Linked DNA regions of Sus scrofa: region 2 is linked to region 1. A link is a contact called in public Hi-C data. All regions are on one chromosome and are shown on one strand. The core of a region is the stretch at or near the end of the contact, and the rest is flanking DNA. Distances in the headings are between cores, read along the strand shown.

Region 1 (2,631 bases), core at 60-2,559:
TATAAAAATTCATTGTCTATTTTATTTACGGGCTCTTGGAAAAACTGGTGAAATATTCAGTACATACACCAAAACATATCTACAAAGTTCCAAATTTAATTTTACAGGAATGCCATCTATTCGAGTGCAAGGTGCACGAATATCTCGGTGACAGGTGTAAGTTCAGGGAGGAATCAGAAACGAGTTCCCCGTGGAGGCCCAGCTCAATGTGATCATTTCATGGGCACAATAAATCATCCACAAAGCCCACCTTAAATACCTAAAGTAGTCATAAAAATAGGTCGATGGTTACTTTAGCGATAACATAATCCCCGGTCTTATTGTTGTGGAGCAGATGTCATTATGGGTGGGGCTGACGCGCAGAGCAGCTGAAACATTTTTGTACCACCCCCCGCACACTTTCAATGGGATAGAAGGGGCTCCAAAAAAGGTAAGGGTAAAGCGCTCGATTAATTCCTACGAGAAATAAGCAAGTTTTGATGCGGCCTTGGTAACAGGTAAACACCACAGTAAGATTTAATGAGATTCCCCAGAATTAAATCCTACCCTGGAAAAGAGATCTTCCCATTCTCCCCTCCCCTGCCGGCTCCTCCTTGGGACACTTGGATGAGTCTTTCTTTCCCTTCTTCCCACGCTGAGGTGAGGCTGCACGCAAGCCGGGGACGCCTGCTTTCCGTTTCGCGCGGAGGGAACTCTGCAGGTAGGAACCCCAGGTGGCAGGAAGGGAGCGGGCGGCGCTGTGAGGAGGCGAAGAAGGCTCGCCGGGTACGAGGCGGGCTGGGGCTGGGAAGGGACACGCTGGCCGCCGGGCCTGCAGGGGAGGCCGCGGTGAGGAGGGTGATCTCCCGGCTCGGAGCTGGGACCTGGCGCTTCCGGCTGGCCACAGTCGCTCTCGGCCTAGCGCGGCTCGCGTTCCAGGCTCCTCTGGGGCGGGCAGAGAGTTAGGAGAGAGGGTAAACCGCGGCTTGCACTTGCCTGGGACCGGGTGATCAGCAACTGGTAATAGTCTTTGCTTGGCGCCGGGCCTTGTCCTACAATTTCGAACAGAGTCTCCGGCAGCCACGACGCCATCTTGGGACGCCACCGCCGTCGCTAAGACAACCAGGAAGGGGCGGGGCCTGGCTGAGGTCAAGGGGCCAGAGCCCTGGTTTAAATCGAACCCTACTTTTGAGCTGGCGAGGTGTTTCTAACTTGGGGTGCTTGACCCCTATTCCAAGGGTGACAGGGAACCCTAAGTCGTGAGATTTCCACCTTTAGGTCCCGGGTGACCCGAAGGGGAATTAGTTCCTGCTACCACCGCGGGGAGGGGTGACCCCGGCGGAGGGATACCAAGCGAAGCTTCACATTCCCCTTCCTGGTCCCTCGAAGGGATCGGGAGGAGATCGCAGGCCACTGGGGAAGTGGAGCCGGGCGGTGGGGGAGGGAGGGGCGATGTGATGAGCGGCGAGTAGGCCCCGGGGCCTGTCCCGCGGAGGAGCCCGTCAGCTGGAGCCGAGGGATAAAGTAGTTCCCGGAGGGTGTTGGAACGGGCGGGGAGGGAGGCGGCGCGGGCGGAGGCGCACGCCGGGCGCGGTGCTGCGGCTCAGCTGATAATTGAAGGGACCCGAGGAGCCGCCGCCGCCGCCGCCGCCGCCGCTGGGGGGGGGTGGGGGCAGCGAGTGGAAGTTACAGCCGCGCCACCGAGTCCGGACCGGAGACTTTGGGGCCCAACTAGGTAATTGGGGCGCAGTTCCGAGCAACGGGGCCAGGCCTGGGGGGAGGGGGCTGTGCTGAGGGGTTGGGGGGCGGCGGTGGGGGGGTGGGATCTGGAACAGAAAGTCCCAGGAAGCCCGCTTGTGTCATCGCCGCAATTCGGCCCCCGCTCGGCCTGTTCCCGGCGGCGGCGGCGGCGGCAGCGGGGCCGCGGAAGGACCGGGCCGGGGGTTGCGGGATAGGCGCTCGAGGGAGACCGCGGCTGGAGGGACCCGGGCCGGGCGGGAGCGGAGGGTCGCTGGGTCCCCCCCTCCGGACCCCCGCAATGAGGAGGGCCCTTTACGGAACCCGGGTAAGGCGTGCGGGTCTTGGGGAACCCGGCGGGGGTCGGGGGGGCCGGAAGTGGGCTTTGGAGCTTGGAGGGCGTCTAGGAAGAGAGAAAGTGGGGGGCCGGAAGTGCAGGTGGGGGGTGTGAAGACGGCAAGGGTTCCCCGGAAATGGGATGGGGGGCCCGGAAACCGGGAGAGGGGAGGCTCCAGGGCCAGGGACGGCCCGGAAATGGAAACTAGGGAGCAGCTCGAGTGACAACAGTTGTGGGAAGCGAGGGTCAGAGGAGGGAGAGGCCGGAGTGACTTTAGACCGCAGTAAGGGGTTTCCTGCCAAGGGGGACGGTTGAGGGCGGGCGAGGCTGGAGACGGGGTCTGCCCTGGGCAGTTTCAGCCGTGAGAAGTTGAGGCTGGGGGACGATGACGCCGGGAGTGGCATGCAGAGGGGGCATGAAAGAGGCCGAGAAACTTGGCCGAGAGGAGCAGAGCATCCTTCTAAGTAGATCGGCGTGGAAGTTGGGGGGAGGGGGTTCGGACCCGTGGGAGGGAGGTGGGCCACTTGTCACTCCAATCGTATTAGCATTCAAAGCGAGTCAGGCGATTAATTTATTTA
Region 2 (2,631 bases), core at 87-2,586, 360 kb before region 1:
AACACTTGTACACGTGCAAAAACATAAGAAAATATAAAACCGTTGGTATCACAGCTTGTTGGTAAAGGCAAACAATTGAAAAAGCTCTAAATGTCTATCAATAGAGTGGGGAGGGAGGAGAGTTTAAAAACTATGGTGTACCCATTCTGTGGAATAGTATACAGCTGTTAAAAAGAACCAGGGGATCCTATGTTTATTAAGGTGCTATGATTTTCACTATTAAAGTACATGAAAATGAAAAAAATGGCATTTAAAACATAATTCCATTTTTAAAAAAGGACTAAAATTTATGTAATTATAAAAATAAGTTACATATGTAAATGTGTAGAAAAAAGATCTGGAAGATAACACCCAAGAATTGAAAAGGATCAGGACTGGAAGTTTCAAGGGGGTGAGGGGTGAACAAGAATTTTCTCCTCTATATACTTAGGAACTTTATGAACAAGAATGCATAATGTATTTCTGTTGTATTAACAAAATCCAGACCTTTAAAATATTAAATAATGTTACTTCCGACCCACTACTAGAGAAAGAGATGGGATTTCTACTCTTTACCTTGTGGAGGTATAACCTACTCCAGAACTGAAATAGTTTCTGTGAAAATTAAAATACTCATCCTGGGCTAGCCCTTGGCAGTTTGGGGCATTTCTCTTCCTTTCACTTTCTTTGCCAGGGATTGTTGGAAGAAGAATCCAGCCCCCCCCCCTTCCCCAGCCAGAGGTGGGAACAGTGCCGGGGACTGTCTGAGTCCCCGTCCACAGGACAGGTGGGAAAAAGCACCACTCAAAGGTTTGAAAATAAATCAGGGGTTTCCTTTAAATTTCTACTTCCTCAGCTATGTGAAGGTAGGACTGATCTAAGAGAAACGAGAGAGTGATCTAGGTTTACAAGGAAATAATCCCTTGCCACAAGGCCTCATAAAGATCAGCACCTTTGGACAGGCCTCCTGGCTGAAATTGCAAAACAATGTCATGTGCCTTGTAGCAACAAGACTCAACCAGCAGGCTCCCTGCTGCCGTTTAAAATCTGATTTCCTCGTTACACATTCCTGTTTCTTATTATACGGCAGAGTGATCCCGTGTGTATATCCTGTGCAAAGCAAAGGTTTAGTGCAGAGTCCAAAGAACAGCCCTGAAGCAGCCGCACGGCCAGAGGGACAGGTGGAAGGACAGGGGAAAGACTGACCTTGTCCTGAGCTCACGGCCTCCACTAGCCATCTTTCCACCTCAGCCCGGCCTGGGCCTGAGCTTGGCCTGCAACCACTCCAGTGTCCAGGGAGGCAGCCCTAGGCCTGAACCCTGAACAGGAAGTCTCTCTAGGGCTCCGCCCAAGTGGGGAAAAGGGAAGTGAAAGTAGCTCAGTGAGCTGTGGACGTCCTCCCTCCCTCCTCCCGCAGCTACACAATCCTTCTAGCCGTTATGACATGTGACCCCCAGGGATGGAAGACAAGGAGTGACACTCAGGGACTGGAGGGCCCCGGAGGACCCCGGAGGAGGACTCGGGGAGGGGCAGACCCGGGCCCCGGGAGTCCACCTGTTTGTGCAAAGACAGCAACAACCAACGTCTGTGTGATCCCAGCCGTCCTCAGGCTCCTGCCTTCTCAGGGGGTTTCAGAGCATGGGGGTCAAGGGCAAAGTCCCTCTTTGCCCCTTCCCTTGCCAAGATGGCCGGGGCAGGGGGAAAATGGACACTTCGGATCTTCTCTCCAGCCCATGGGAGAGCTTGGACCCAACTGAGGTAGGTCCCAGTGTCCAGATGTCTGATGAAGCAGCGATGGTTTCCATGTGATGCTCCCCTGAATTTGACTTCCTCCAGCTTTGAGGAGGGGTCTGAGCCAGTTACACTTGAAAATGTGGGGCAGGCTTTCTATCCTCTCTCCACTCCTGTTCTTTCCCCGCAAAGAGCGAGCATCAGCCTGGTTGGTACAGATTCCAGAAGACGGATGAGGCCATCCTACCCAGTGCACAAGGTCTCTGTGGAGCCCTCTCTCCCTCCCTCCCCTCAGGGGGTAGAAGGATTAGCAAGCTGAGGTTCTGGTGGGCACGGCTGCCCTCTGCTCCTGACTCCATGGGGCACAGGATCCAGACAAGCCTGGCACAGAGCACACCTGCCTTTTCTAGTGTCCACTCTCTCTCTTCTCTCGGTCCCTGTACAGCAGGTGGATCAGGCCACCACCATACTGGGTGTTGACATAAATGTGCCTGCTTTTCTTTTCCTTCTTTTTTTCTGCTTTTTAGGGCCGCACCCGTGGCATATGGAGGTTCCCAGGCTAGGAGTCGAATTGGAGCTCCAGCTGCTGACCTACACCACAGCCACAGCAACGCAGGATCCGAGCCGAGTCTGCACACTCACTGCAGCTCATGGCAATGCCAGATCCTTAACCCACGGAGCGAGGCCAGGGATTGAACGCACGTCCTCATGGATACTAGTCGGGTTCATTACTGCTGAGCCACAATGGGAACTCCAGTGTGCCAGCTTTTCTGTTGTCTGCTTGGGGCTCCAAGGAATCAGAGGCCAGCTAGCAGCGGCTGGGTGGGAAACCCACAGGGCAGATATTCCCACACAGGGCTGCTCCTGGCCATAGGGAGGAAAGTTTCCAGCGAGTCAGAGAAAGCAGGGCACACACCACAC

Evidence for each region. A called contact is a pair of places that touch in the nucleus more often than the background predicts.
Region 2: a contact with region 1 is called in a Hi-C map of liver, with 4 times the contacts expected there. The contact joins the promoter of LOC100517129 here to the promoter of FBXO36 in region 1. A contact is called at or near these places in 1 of 47 Hi-C or Micro-C datasets (liver) and 1 of 2 datasets of contacts at active chromatin or transcription factors (alveolar macrophages).

What each region holds. Positions count from the first base shown.
Region 1 is chr15:130,938,543-130,941,173 of Sscrofa11.1, reverse strand. FBXO36 (F-box only protein 36) reads right to left here and starts at 1,309. Exons shown (of 4, transcript XM_021075100.1): 1 at 976-1,309. The coding sequence starts at 1,071. TRIP12 (E3 ubiquitin-protein ligase TRIP12) reads left to right here and starts at 677. Exons shown (of 42, transcript XM_021075059.1): 1 at 677-700.
Region 2 is chr15:131,298,628-131,301,258 of Sscrofa11.1, reverse strand. It overlaps LOC100517129 (nuclear body protein SP140-like protein), which reads right to left and starts at 1,336. Exons shown (of 20, transcript XM_021075666.1): 1 at 1,186-1,336. The coding sequence starts at 1,217.